Regions from separate parts of the Sus scrofa genome. Here region 2 is linked to region 1. Evidence: chromatin contacts called from public Hi-C data. All regions are on one chromosome and are shown on one strand. Each heading gives the region's core, a stretch centred on a gene start, on an enhancer-like site or on the middle of the called end of the contact. The rest is flanking DNA. Distances are from core to core; before and after follow the strand shown. Region 1 has its middle 18 kb from the start of TEX2. Region 2 overlaps TEX2 (testis-expressed protein 2).

The links. Hi-C and Micro-C count contacts between places; a contact is called where the count stands out from the background.
Region 2: a Hi-C map of fetal liver shows a contact between it and region 1, with 2.2 times the contacts expected there. The contact joins two enhancer-like sites. A contact is called at or near these places in 1 of 5 promoter capture datasets (liver), 33 of 47 Hi-C or Micro-C datasets (adipocytes, adipose tissue, alveolar macrophages and 18 more) and 2 of 2 datasets of contacts at active chromatin or transcription factors (alveolar macrophages and skeletal muscle).

What each region holds. Positions count from the first base shown.
Region 1 is chr12:14,742,229-14,749,897 of Sscrofa11.1, forward strand. No RefSeq gene overlaps it. Among named protein-coding and RNA genes, the nearest start is that of TEX2, 18 kb to the right of the region's middle. Within about 2 kb of position 5,698, at least 4 of the 83 cell types and tissues checked have an H3K27ac peak or open chromatin away from gene starts, as enhancers often do. A contact at or near this core is called in fetal liver, where this site is marked.
Region 2 is chr12:14,840,168-14,847,367 of Sscrofa11.1, forward strand. It overlaps TEX2 (testis-expressed protein 2), which reads left to right. Exons shown (of 15, transcript XM_021066767.1): 9 at 2,375-2,474. Among named protein-coding and RNA genes, the nearest start is that of ERN1, 38 kb to the right of the region's middle. Within about 2 kb of position 4,999, at least 3 of the 83 cell types and tissues checked have an H3K27ac peak or open chromatin away from gene starts, as enhancers often do. A contact at or near this core is called in fetal liver, where this site is marked.

The DNA.
Region 1 (7,669 bases), core at 4,448-6,947:
GGCTCAGGGCAACACCAGATCCTTAACCCACTGAGCAAGGCCAGGTTCCTAGTCAGTTTCGTTTCTCCTGCACCACTATGGGAACTCCAGATGTCCCGTATCTTGAAATCATTTTTTCATATATCTTGTCCAGTTTTTAAGTTGCTTCAGGTTGTTCCCTGTTATTCTGTCTTGGTTAGATATGGAAGTCAAATCTTCTGATTTAAAAATATTCATCGGAGTTCCCATCATGGCTCAGTGGTAAACGAACCTGACTAGCATCCATGAAGATGAAAATGCAATCCCTGGCCTCGCTCAGTGGGTTAAGGAACCAGCATTGCCATTAGCTGTGGTGTAGATCTCAGGCGCGGCTCGGATTCTGCATTGCTGAGGCTGTGGCGTAGGCCAGCAGCTACATCTCCGATTGGACTCCTAGCTTGGGAACCTCCATATGCTCTGGTTGCAGCCTTAAAAAGCAAAATAAAATAAAATAAAATAAAATTCATTTATTAGTCATTCCCATTGTGGCTCAGGGGAAACCTGACCGGCATCCCAGAAGATGCAGGCTCGATCCTGGCCTCGTTCAGTGGGTTAAGGATCCAGCGTTGCTCCAGTTCGACCCCTAGCCTGGGAACTTCCATATGCTGCAGGTGTAGCCCTGAAAAAAGCAAAAAAAAAAAAAAAAAAAAAAAATTCATTTATTCAACGCATGCACCAGCCATCTGGATGCATTGAATAACAAACAAAAACCTCTGCCCTCCCAGAGCTTACAGTCTGTGGCAACTGATTAAGAAAGTTCCTGATGCTGCGTGAGCCCACAGAACTAGTTCTCGCCGTGGACCTCCGGGCTGTGAATCCTCCCAAACCCTCCCTGCCCCCAAGTTGTCTTAACTTCAGCTCCCATCCTCTTCCCTTCCTGCCTTCTCCCCTCCCAGTACCCCCAGCTCCTTTTTGCTTTCCCGAGATAAGTCATAGGATGCCTCAAGCCGCCTTATCTGTGCGTGCCTGTGGCAGGCAGCCGGATGATGCTTCCAAAGCCTGAAAAGTGTAAATTATGGTTTTAATTATATCTTTTTAGCATCCCAGGAGGAGTTTTCTTCCTTCCTCTCTCCACAGCATCACACTTGCTCTTTAGCAGACAGACCGAGATCAAACCTGGCCCCTGGCAAGGTCACAGATAACCAGCCCTAATCAGCCCCGTGCATCTGACAGCTAGAAGTCAAGGTCTTATTTATAGATTCTGTTACATACCCCTCCACCCCTGCTTCCCTGCCAAGTTTATCTTCTATTTTTCTATTTTAAATTGGGGAGCCAGCCAACGCCACACCCATCTTTGTTTGCCATATCCCCCGGTGACACATACTGTGGAATGGCCATGGATGTATATTTAATAACAGCCTGACTGAGATACAATTCACATACAGTACTTTCATCCTTTTAAAGTGCACACCTCAGTTGTTTTCAGTATAGAAGTTGGGCCACCACCATCGCAATCAATTTTGGAATATTTTTATCACCCTCCCTCCCCCAAAGAAACCCTCATACCCATTGGCTGTCATCGCCTATTTCCTCTAACTCCCCTGGCTCTAGGGAAATATTAATCTACTTTCTGTCTCTATGGATTAGTCTGTTCTGGGAAACTCATGGAAACGGGATCAGATAACGTGGTGTTTGGGGCCTGGCTGCTTTCACTTAGCAACATGTTTGCCAGGGTCACCATCTTGGGACGCATGTGTCTGTACTTCATTCCTTTTTTTTTTGTTTTTTTTGTCTTTTTAGGGTTGCACCCTCGGCATATGGAGGTTCCCAGGCTAGGGGTCGAATCGGAGCTGTAGCCGCTGGCCTACACCACAGCCACGGCAATGCCAGATCCGAGCCTCATCTGCGACCCACACCACAGCTCACAGCAAGGCCTGATCCTTAACCCACTGAGTGGGGCCAGGGATCGAATCCGCATCCTCATGGATCCTAGTCGGGTTCATTAACCACTGAGCCTCGACAGGAACTCCTGTACTTCATTACTTTTTATCGCCAAAAGGTATTCCATTGTATTGACATACCGACTTTGATTTATCCATTCATCAGTGGATGGACATTCGGGATTTTTCTCCTCTTTGGCTCTTATGAATAATGTTGCTATGAACATTCATATGCATGTTTTTGTTATATTTTTATTTTTATTACACCGCATCTGTGGCATATGGAAGTCCCTGGATGTGTCCCCTTATAGGCCTGGAATACCATGTGGAACTGGATTGCCGGGTTATAAATTCCTTCCTGTTGGGTTGATTTCTGAAATGGTGATACCAACCTTCCCAGCAGCCATGTGAAAGGTTCTCTCATCCCTAAATTCTCAGCAACATATATCTGACTTTGTGATTTTTTTTTTTTTTTTTTTTTTTTGTCTTTTTAGGGCCGCGCTAGCGGCATATGGAGGTTCCCAGGCTAGGGGTCGAATTGGAACTGTAGCCACCAGCCTACACCACAGCCACAGCAACGCCGGATCCTTAACCCATTGAGTGAGGCCAGGGATCAAACCCACATCCTCCTAGATGCTGGTCAGGTTCATTAACTGCTGAGCCACAATGGGAACTCCTCTGACTTTGTGATTTTTATCAATTCGATGATTGTCAAGTGGCATATCGTGGTTGTTTGTGTTTCTCTAATCACTAGTGAAATTGAACATCTCTTCATAGGCTTGTGATTTGTTTTACCTTTATGTGAGTTGTTCCTTCATAACTTTTGCTTGTTTTTAAGGCTGAGTCTCCTATCTTGCTGTGTCCTAGGTACTAGCTGACTATTTGTTAGTTTCAGAGATTGCAAATATACCTGCTAGGTCTTTCTCAAATGAGTTATCTTTGTTTATGTTGCCCTTTATTGAATGAATTCCAAATACTGACATAAAAAAAAAATCATCTAGTCACTTGTGATGGAGCATGATGGAGGATAATGTGAGAAAAAGAATGCATATGTGTATGTGTAACTGGGTCACTTTGCTGTACAGTAGAAAATTGACAGAACACTGTAAACCAGCTATAACGGAAAAGATAAAAATCATTTTAAAAAATAAGAAAAAAGAATTTCCAAGTTAAAAAAATCAGAGCTGCACCTGCCAGCCACAGCCACAGCCACATCAACCTGAAACCGAGCCACATCTGTAACCTACGCCATACCTTGTGGCAACACCGGACCCTTAATCTACGAGGTTAAGGGAGGCCAGGGATTGCTCAAACCCACATCCTCATGGACTCTATGTCAGGTTTCTTAACCCACTGAGCCACAACAGAAACTCCCCCATGCATGTTTTTGGATAGTGGACATAAATATTTATTGTCAGTTTCTCCCAGCATTTCGGTTGAGGGTTTACTTGAGAGAAAGTCAGTGACGACCACCAACCGCAAAAGCCAGTCCATGTTCTGATGTCACACTGGTGGATCCTTCAAGGAGAAGGAAGGCAGAAGGCCTGGCTGCTTCTGAGGAAATTCAGCCTAATAAAGGAGAACTGAGGACTTTGCACCAGGCACTGAGATGGTGCTGGGGTTGGAGCCTCCTGCCAGAGTGCAAGGTACCCTCAGGGTCTTAGCCTCGTTGGAGAAGCAGAGCTTGAATTCAGGACAGTAGTAGTTCCTGGGACTAGTGGTTCCTGTTCTGGGTACAACTGTAGCCCAGGAGACAGGCACCCAACCCACTTCTGGGAAATCAGGGAGAGCTGCTCGGAGGGGGTGCCCTTTGTTCTTCCCACGTTACCCTATTTACATTTCTAAACACACAGAAAGCCGTAAGCTCTTCGCCTGGGCTTAATGACTGTTAGCGTCTTGCCAAGGTCTTTCTAATTTTTTCCTGACTGATTTTAAAATAAATTTCAAGGATCCAGCATTGCCATGAGCTGTGGTGTAGGTCTCAGAGGCAGCTTGGATCCCACGTTGCTGTGGCTGTGGTGTCAGTGAGCAGCTGTAACTCCGATTGGACCCCCAGCCTGGGAACTTCCGTGCGCCAAGGGTGCAGCCCTAAAAAGCAAAAAAATAAAATAATAAAATAAATTTCAGACACTGTAGCAGTTCACCTCTACATATTTCAGTGCACATTTAAAAAATGAGGATACTGGAGTTCCCCTTTGGCTGAATGGGTTAAGAACCCATCTAGTATCCACAAGGATGCAGGTTTGATCCCTGGCCTCGTTCAATGGATTAAGGATCCAGTGTTGCTGTGAGCTGTGGTGTAGGTCACAGATGTGGCTCAGATCTAGCTTTGCTGCGGCTGTGGTATAGGCTGGCAGCTGCAGCTCCAATTCGACCCCTAGCCTGGGAACCTCCAAATGCCGCAGGTGTGGCCCTAAAAAGGAAAACAATTGTGTAAAAAAATAGATATCCCTCTTTATGTAACAGTAAGAGTTAAAATAATTGTTATTGATGTTATTATGTGTTAGACACTATTTTTAGAGTTTGAGTCTTCAAATATGTAAAATAATTAAATGTAAATATATAAGTATAATTAAGTCATTATAACAAAGCATTTCATCTTCCTCGCACAACCGCCCCTCGAGATAGGTAGTGACATTATCATCTTCATCGCACAGATGAAGAAACTAAAGCCTGAGCTAGGTTACAGGGCAGACCCAGGAGGAAATCCACCTCCAGAGCCCTGGTCCTGACCAGCATGACACATATGTCCCTTTTGGATGCACTTGAAACGATGCCACACTCAGGAGGAAGCTTTCCAGACACTGCAGGAAGAAGAGAGAGACGGGCAATTCCGGAAGGGACATCATCTAGAGATTCCCAGGTCCCCAAACCCGCTCAGCTTTTGTCAATTACAGATTCCCAGTCCCCCAGCCCCCACAGCCCGCCTGCATCAGAATTTCTGGGTGGGAGTTCCCGTCGTGGCTCAGCGGCAACGCATCCAACCAGTATCCATTAGGATGCAGGTTCGACCTGGCTTCGCTCAGTGGCTGGGGCTTCAGGCATTGTAGCGAGCTGTGGTGTAGGTCGCAGACTCGGCTTGGATCCTGCATGGCTTGTGATATAGGCCAGCAGCTGCAGCTCTGATTTGACCCCTAGCCTGGGAACTTCCATATGCCACAAGTGCGGCCCTAAAAAGAAAAAAAAAAAAAATTCTGGGTGGAAGCAACAAAACTCGTTATGTCAAAGTTCCCCCAAATTGTTCTGATGCTGCTGATCCAAGCACCAGCATTTAGGAGCCTCAGATGTGCTCCCTGCACCTTGCAGGAGAGAAAGCTGAAGTTGAGTAGAGCTGAATGACCTTAACAAGGTCCCACAGCTGGTTCAGCTCTTTACAAAACAGAACTGACCTGGGGAGGATAAGATATGGGTGGAGCACGGCAAACCCAGGTGATAGTGCCTTTTGGACTCCTTCCTGTCTTAGGGTGATTTTCTGTCTTGGCGATAAACTCTGGATCAGGTGGGCTCCTCTATGAAAGCTGGACACAGTGGAAACAAATTTAAAATGCTCAGACAGAATATGGAATAGGTCTGAAATGAGCAAGCTAGATTCATGGAGAAAATATAATGGGCTCGTTAGTCACATGAAATCCTTGAGCCATGTTTCTCATCTGAGGACAATTACACGACGTCTCAGGTCCAATACCTGAGATGGAGCTTGGGTTGGAAGTTCCATGGCACAGACCTAGTGTGACATATACGGTACCATGGTATGAAGCTTTACCAAGGTCGGTTTAATTCTTCCCCGGATTTTTGTAGTTGCTTAGTTTGACCACAAGGTGGCGGTAACGGACTTGGCGGCCACTGGCCGGGGCGTGGTAGACTTGAGGACTAAAGAGAAAATCTCAAGATTTTCCCCCTTCTTAATCGATCAACACTTAATTTTTTTCTCATCATACACTTTACAAATTTTCTGCAATGAACTTGCTTTTCTTTGACAAAAGCAGAATAGGGGAAGGGGTGGGGGGATAGGAGTCATCATTGTGATAAATTTATTTTGGTATATTAATTTTGGACACTTTTACATGGTTGTGGTTATATGGCAGCAAAATCGTTTGTTTTATAAACGATGTAATAATTTTCTGTTACCAGAAGTTATTCATAAACACATTTGTTGCTGCACATTATGTAGTGATCATATGTTGAGTGCTCACTTGGAACCAGGAAAGCACTTTGCTGGGGGGTTTAATATGTATTTCTACCTAGTCCTCATTCCATGAGGTAGATAGTATTATTACCCATATTTTATTTATTTTTTAAATTAATTAATTTATTATTATTATTATGATAGTATTATTACCCATATTTTATTTATTTTTTAAATTAATTAATTTATTATTATTATTTTTTTTTTTTTGTCTTTTGTCTTTTTAGGGCTGCACCCGTGGCATATGGAGGTTCCCAGGCTGGGGGTCTCATCGGAACCGTAGCCGCGGGCCTACACCACAGCCAGAGCCACAGCAACACAGAATCCGAGCCACCTCTGCAATCTATACCACGTCTCACGGCAAAGCCAGATCCTTAATCCACTGAGCAAGGCCAGGGATCCAACCCACAACCTCATGGTTCCTAGTTGGATTGATTAACCACTGAGCCACGACGGGAACTCCTATTACCCATATTTTATCTGTGAGTAAAATGATGCTTGAGAAGACTTGGTAGTAAATGGTGGAGGAAATGTTTTATGTCTAACATCACTTCCTGTCTCTAATCACAATGCTGGTTCATTGGGTATTAATTTGTTCACCTAGGGTGTCTGTTTAATTTATTCCAAATTTTATTATTATAAATAAAGCTGCAGGAGTTCCCTTGTGGCACAGTGAGTTAAGGATCCGGCCTCATCACTGCAGCAGCTCAAGTTGCTGTGTGATGCAGGTTCATTCCTTGGCCCAGGAACTTCCACATGCCGTGGGTGTGGCCAAAAAGAAAAAAAAAATTTAAGATGCAGAAAATATCTTTAGGTATAAATCTTTTTCTGGATTCAGGAAATATTTCTAGAAGTGAACTTATCAAGTCTAAACTTTTTTTTTTTTTTTTTTTTTTTGTCTTTTTGCTATTTCTTGGGCCGCTCCCTCGGCATATGGAGGTTCCCAGGCTAGGGGTTGAATCGGAGCTGTAGCCACCAGCCTACGCCAGAGCCACAGCAACACGGGATTCGAGCCGCGTCTGCAACCTACACCTCAGCTCACGGCAACGCCAGATCGTTAACCCACTGAGCAAGGGCAGGGACCAAACCTGCAACCTCATGGTTCCTAGTCGGATTCGTTAACCACTGTGCCACGACGGGAACTCCAAGTCTAAACATTTTTAAGGCTCTTGATATAAATACACTGCGCCAAATCTTTTTTTTTTTTTTTTTTTTTTTTTTTTTTTTTTTTTTTTTCATCTTTGTCTTTTTGTTGTTGTTGTTGTTGCTATTTCTTGGGCCGCTCCCACGGCATATGGATGTTCCCAGGCTAGGGGTTGAATCGGAGCTGTAGCCACCAGCCTACGCCAGAGCCACAGCAACGCGGGATCCGAGCCGCGTCTGCAACCTACACCACAGCTCACGGCAACGCCGGATCGTTAACCCACTGAGCAAGGGCAGGAACCGAACCCGCGACCTCATGGTTCCTAGTCGGATTCGTTAACCACTGCGCCACGACGGGAACTCCCAAATCTTTTTTAAATTTCAGAAAAACTTGAACTCTGGCTGGATAGTCTACGATATTAAGGAATTATTGTTGATTTTC
Region 2 (7,200 bases), core at 3,749-6,248, 97 kb after region 1:
AAGTGAGTAAGTAGGAAATGTGCTGCTCATCTCCCCTCTGCCTTCGCGAACCCCTGCCAAGCTTTTCTCAGGACCTCCACCCCCACCCCCCACCCCCACCCCATTCCTTCTGTTCCTCCTTGTCTTAGGTCCCGCCTCAGGCCCTTGCGGGGGCTCCGGGGAGCAGGATGGGATGGGGTGGGAGGCTAGACTGGCACAGGAGGGTCTCCGTGTTCCTCTGTCTGCATTCACTCGCCTGGCTCCATGTCCACTCCTGTTCCCATGGAAACTGGGCGTGATCCTGAAACACTGGGTATTAGGATGACAATTAGACAAAAAGGACTGGGGCAAAGGCGCACAATTTTGGCTACATTCATGGCCAAGTAGCATTGTGCAGGCTGATCGGGAGGCCAACCACCACATGAGCAACCACCAATTCAAAACTGCACATTTGAATACTGTCTCGAGACAGGTTTTGTCCATCTCAGACATCATAACCTCTTTTTTTCTCCCCTGTCTTTTTAGGGCCGCACCCACGGCATATGGAGGTTCCCAGGCTAGGGGTTGAATTGGAGCTGTAGCCGCTGGCCTACACCACAGCCACAGCAATGTGGGATCTGAGCCATGTCTGCAACCTACACCACAGCTCACAGCAATGCTGGATCCTTAATCCACTGAGCGAGGCCAGGGATTGAACCCCATCCTCAGGGATGCTAGTTGGGTTCGTTAACCGCTGAGCCACAATGGGAACTCTCATAACCTCTTTAAATTAACACCTCCATCCCCCCAAAAATTCAGAGATGAAGTTCTCTGACTGGCAAATCCTGAAAATATATGTTTCTCTGCACAGAAGCAGCTGAAGAGGTCCAGCCAAAATAGGCAATAAATCCATGCCTGGCTAGATGCTACTTCATTTCATAAGAAATGTTTAGCATATGTTCAGATTTTTTTACACTCTTAATTATATTCTAAATTTTACAGAATTATTCTAATGTTCAATTTGAGCAGTTCTCATGAGAATAAGAAAATTCTGGAGGAAGAGAAAAGAAGGACTTGCCGGATTTAAAAATGTATTTTAAAGCTACAGTAACAAAAGCAGTTTGATACTGGTAGGAACAGAGTGCTCACTATAGACTCCAGTCCACTGGGAAGCTCATATTGAGAGGCGCACTGCAGGTCAGTAGGGAAAGATTTGGTTGTTCCAAAAAATAGGTTATTGACACCTGACTAGCCACTGGGAAAAAAATTAAAGTGGATCCCTGAATCCTAATTTTAAAATTAGGCATGGACTAAAGATCTTTTTTAAATATACGTACCCATACATAAATCCAGGTGGAGGAAACAGATGTATTCTTTGCTCTTGAGGTGAGGTATGAATTTCTAAGCATGATACCAACACTCTTGTTAGTTCCTTTAAAAGATCTACCGACAGCTATATCAGTTGGGGTCCCAGCAGGAAACAGACGGCACCCTCCAATGGAGTAAGCTTGGGGGAGAGTTTAATAAAGGGAGGATTTGTAAAGGTGTGGGCCAGGGCAGCACCCCGGGGCTGGCAGCAGTCAGGGACATTGCCAGGCCCTGAAGGGGCAGAAGCCGGAAGCGGTTGCCCAGACTTGGCAGGGCAGCTGTGTGGAGAGGGCAGCCTGTCTGACAGGAGCTGTGGCCTTCAGTGGAGGGAAGGGACAGATGACCGGATTTGTACCTCCGTGCACCTCCCTGCCACTGGTGTGTCCCAATGGCCAAGCCCGACCAGAAGCCAGAGGGTGAGAGAGTCCGTTGATGAGCTTCCTGCAGACCAGCCTCTCAGGGTTTGGCGAGGAACTCGAAGCCAGGGGGAAAAGGGAAATATCCAGCATGGGGTCAAAGGGTGTGATTTTTTTCCCCCCCAAGGATTTTAATACAAGAAACGTTGTAGGGGTTTCGTACCTCCTTGCTAGCAGTCTAAGAGAGGGCCATTGCCCCAGAGCGTCAGCACCTCCGGCATCATTAACCTGGCCAGCCTGGCTGACGCCTAGTCCGTGGGCTGCTCTCTGGCCCAGCTGGCCCAGCACCACTTCTCGGAGGAGCCTTCATGGTCCTCCTTCTCTAAAGTGCCCCGGCCTCGTCTGTCCCATTACCCACCTATTTTCTCTGAGACACTGATCACTCTATGACATTAGATTATTTGTCTACTTATTTATCTGTTTCTGCCCCTTCAATATAAACCCCATGAGAGCAGGGACCTTGCCTGTCTCATCCATGGCTCTGCCTGTAGGACGATGCCTAGTATGCGGTATGCGCTCCATACATTTTGGTTAAGTAACGGTTTCCCAAAACCTTGACCATCCGAGAGTACGCGGACCTCTGTTTGCCAGGTCGCCAGCGCTTCTCATTGTCCTTTACTTCTCTCCTCCAGCTCCCCTACTTTATGAATGAGCTGACCCTGACGGAACTCGACATGGGGGTAGCTATGCCAAAAATCCTTCAGGCCTTCAAGCCTTACGTTGATCACCAAGGTAACTCTTAGTTGACTCGAGAGAGGAATTGAGCAGTTGTACAAGAGTTAAATTGTTTCCATCGATGCAGACTGATATCAGGGCTTTGTGATGGAGGGAGTTGGGGCTTTTTTAACAGTCTCTTTCCTGTTGCCTGTCTTCAGCCTTGAACTGATGGGGAGTAGATCAGGACTCCCCCTCCTCATCCTTCTAGGTTTCTGGCTCCTCACAGGTCCTCCTTCAGCCCAAAGATGCCCACATGGCACCTAGCGGGGCCTGAGCTTTTGTGTGACCTGGCCCTGGATGGCCACAGCCCTTGCGTGTGCACCTGCCCAGCCCTGGACTCTTGTTTTCTTCTCTTTTTTTGGCCATGCCCACAGCATGTGGAAGTTCCCAGGTCAGGGATAAACCCCTCGCCACAACAGTGACCCAAGCCATAGCAGTGACTGTGCTAGATCCTTAACCCACTGCGCCACCAGGGAACTCCCCAGCCCTGGCCTCTTGCCAGGAGCTGCCCCTCCTCAAAAGCATTCCATCTTTTACCTTGCCCTGACTTCCAGGTTGCAAATTCTTTGAGCTTCATGTTTTATATTTTTCTGTTCTCTATCACTCCTGGTAGGTACTCAGTATTTGAAAAATGAAGACCTGCATTGTCAGATAATATTTTGAGAGTAAGGCTCTCTGCTGGAGGGAAATTCTCGGATTTGGTTTTTAAGACATGATACCTAACATATTATTTATGCCTGCTTACGTGTGTGTGTGAGAGAGAAGTTGATTAGAAGTGTGGAGAGAGTCAATAAAATTATGATATAAAGATTTGTGTCTATTTTATGGCACCTTGGCAGAAAATTTAGTGTCTGTGAGTTTGGTGAAAAGAAGAATGAACTAGGTAGGCAGGAATAATCCACGAGCAAGAAAGGAAAAACCTTCCCATCGCAGAAGTATTTACTTCTTTGTAAATATCCCTCTCCAAATGAGCTTAAACTGGATTTACATTATTCCTCAAAAGTTTCAGGAACAAAGTAGGGAAGAAAATAACACTTTTCAAGAGAGTGATACTTGTTTTGAAGTAAATGTTTTGTAACATATAGAGACTACAGCATCTACTTTGTCTCTGTATGGCTTGATCAGATGGCTCTTGAACGTATTTAGTGAAATCAAGTTCTGTGTTGTATACATTGGATGTAAATACAAAGAGTTTTTTTAGCACTACAATTAGCAGCTGTAACAAATCTCTGTAGCAATATTTCAGCCAACAGTGAAGCCCATATTTCTAGGTCTTCAGCATCCCATCGATTTCAGAGAGAGACCAGAGAATTATTCGCAAATCCAGGAAGCTTCCTACTAGCATGTCGAGGTCACCTGTGAGCACTTAATTATGTCTACGCTTTGATGAATCTGAGTGCTCCTAGGGTGGGTTAATTTCTGGTGCACTAAGAGTGAAACTGGAAAAGATGCTTTGCAAAGGGTCTAGTTGGAGTTCTTTCAACCACATGTAAAATGTCAAAAGATTCATTACCTATGTGTTAAGCTCAGGGGTCCCAACCTTCACCCCATTGGCATCCCGGGGCCGCCTGCCTTCCTCTGGCTCTAGGAGGCTCTGGGTTGCTCTTTGCTCTTTGCCTCTTTGGGAATTGGCTTGTAACACGCTGGTAAATGATCAGCTCACATAAGAGTCGGGCTTAAAGAAAGTAAATACCACGTGTGCATACTCTATTTTCTAATGCATTAGCAGTCTCTTATCTCAGTATTGTCCTTTGTTGAATTGGTAGAAATTTCCAACAAGAGGGCATCAGGGCCACCACTGGGCTTTGTAGCATCTAAGAAGTGTCCCTGTGGCTGTGAACTCTGCAGCTTTGGAAGGCTTTGAATGAAATTCACCAGATGCCTAAGTCTCAAGTCTCTTTCCTGTTCCTCTTGAGCCAGAGCTGCAGCAAGACATCTCATTATATGGATCAAAGCTTTGCCAGTTTTTAATCCATTTGAGGCTCACATAACTCCATTCAGGGCAAGTTTTAGAGATCTGCCTGCTTATGTAACAAGAGAGGAAATGTTACTAAAGAAAGGAATGATAAAGACAGAAAGCCTGTGGGTATTAAAAGTTTGATCAAATTAGGTTTTTCCAAGTCTACAAAGGATACATGTGATGGTAAAACAGAAATGAACATGAAGGGGAAAGATGTTTCTTGGATTCCATTGCTCCAAGAGAAACCTTTCCTTTTGGGGAAATTAAAATCAGGAGTGACTCGTTAAAACCAAATCTGAAAAGCAGAGCTCACCCTCCCAGGGAAGTGCCCCCTGGGTGAAGAAGCCTTCAGCTGCTCTCAGGAGATCTCCCGGGGATCCCCCCACACCCTCTTATTAAAAAATGTTTCCTAGGAGGTCCTTGGTGGTGCAGTGGGTTAAGGATCCGGCCTTGTCACTGCCATGGCTCAGTCACAGCTGTGGCATGAGTTTTTTCCCTGGCTCCAGATCTTGTGCATGTCGTGGGCGCGGCCAAAAAAAGGTTCCTGACTTGCGCTTATCTGTTGCGGCACTTGGCTCAGGAGGGGTATTTGGGCCAGAGCCAGCTGGATCACTCCAGCCCGAGGATGCTCTTCCTGAAGCCACACAGGGCCATGGTTCTGAGTCCTAGCTCTAGGAACACCCTGCCGGTTCACAGCTTCATGCCTTGGGCAAGACCTTAGCCGCTTCACTAATGCTCCTCTTTCAGGCGGGGAGGCCAATAGCACCTACTTGGTGGCTTAAATGAGTTAATACATGAGACACTTGGAAAGCCTCTAGTGCCAGGCAAGCTCTTAAGTGTTAACTTTTATTTTTACCATTGTTGTGGCTGCCCTCAATGCTGCTGCTCTTAGAGACTTTAGAATGTGCGTGGCTGTGATGTTCAGCTGGCCCATCCTGCAGCCCAAGGCCAGCAGATCCTCCTAGAACAAATGGAAAGAAGAAAGCCATTCTCACTGTGTGGCCTTGCCACTGAAAGGAACAAAGTTGGAGTTCCCGTCATGGCTCAGTGGCTAACAAACCCGACGATTATCCATGAGGACAAGGGTTGGATCCATGGCCTCACTCAGTGGGTTAAGGATCTGGCATTGCCATGAGCTGCAGTGTAGGTCACAGATGCGGCTCAGATCTGGCATTGCAGTGGCTGTGGTGTAGGCCGGCACCTGCAGCTCTGATTCAGCCGTTAGCTCGGGAACCTCCATATGCCATGGGTGTGGCCCCACAAGGACCAAAAAAAAAAAAAAAAAAAAAAAAAATAGTGCCTCGTCCTTCATTCAATGCTGGGATGAGGTTGCTTTGCCAGCAGAATATTGCAGAAAAGTGGAGCCAGAGTCTGTCTGTAACCTGCCCGTTCCCCACTGCGTCCCCGGCTGCAGCATCCTCACCAAGGGAGCAGCTGCCCGGGGCAGATCACGGCAATGGGGCCAGACTGTGGGCTCAGCTCTGGCAAGAATGACACGTGTCCTCTCTGGCCAGATCATGTTGCAGGAAGAGAAAATACTCTTTACGAAACGGAGGAAAAAACACCCGTTTTGGAACTTGGGCGGGGTGGGAGAGGAGAGTCAGATTTGGGACTCTGCAGACCTTGAAAGGTGGGGCTGGTTCTGAGAACAGTTGCAGGTAGACAAAGCCAAAAGTGACATCCTAAAAGCCACCTTCAAATGCGAGGAATACTGGTTTTCTGCTGTATCTGAGTGAGCAGCATGGCACTGGTCTGTTTGCTCGGAACAAGACAATCACCGATGTGCCCTTCCAGGAGCCAGATAACCCAAACATCTGTTGTTGGTGATGTACTATTAAATCTTCCACTTGTAAGAGCTTTTGTTCTTTGGGTACTATCTTTTTTTTTTTTTTTTTTTGGCTTTTTTAGGGCCGCACCTGTGGCATATGGAGGTTCCCGGGCCAGGGATCCAATCAGAGCTACAGCTGCCAGCCTACACCACAGCCACAGCACTGCCAGATCTGAGCCACATCTGCGACCTACACTACAGCTCATGGCAACACCAGACCCTTAACCCACTGAGTGAGGCCAGGATCAAACCCACAACCTCCCGGTTCCTAGTCGGATTCGTTTCCGCTGCACCACAATGGGAACTCCTAGATGCCAAATGTTGACTCTCAAAGTGAAAATCAGCCAGCAGTTACAGGTAGGGGAGGGGAGGAGCAGATGGCCTGAGCCAGTCTCAGCCAGCAAGGCCTGAGGGCCTCTCCCCTCCTGCTGAGCAGCCCGTGTGCCATCCAACCTGTTCCAGTGAGACTGAGGCCTTTGGGTTAGTTTAATAGTAATATGACAGTGAGCTGCTGCGTGAAATTACTGGATTTATACGAGCACGGCAGGACTGCTCCTGAGGCCTGAGGATCTATTAAATAACCTACCAGGGAGAAGGCGGAGGGACCTCCGTTTTACTCCTCTGTGGTGACACACACCAGGGCACACGTGTGTTACCTCGGGTGGCATCATGGTCGCTCTGCATAAGGTGGCCCAGGCTGCCTCTATTCTTCTTCAGGTATAAACTTCCTGAGGACAGGTATTCACCTCAGCATCTTCAGCTCTGAGTCCTTGTGTTTAGACTCATATACATTTGAGGTGGAGTGAGTCTCCCTCAGACTAGCAGTGGTGGAAACAGAGCCTTCCCTCGCGAAGCTGAAAAGAAACAGAAAAACAGCCGTCTGACCCTTCACCAAAATCACATATATACTGACCTTCCCCCACTTCTTTTCTTTTGTTTTTTTGGGGGGGCCA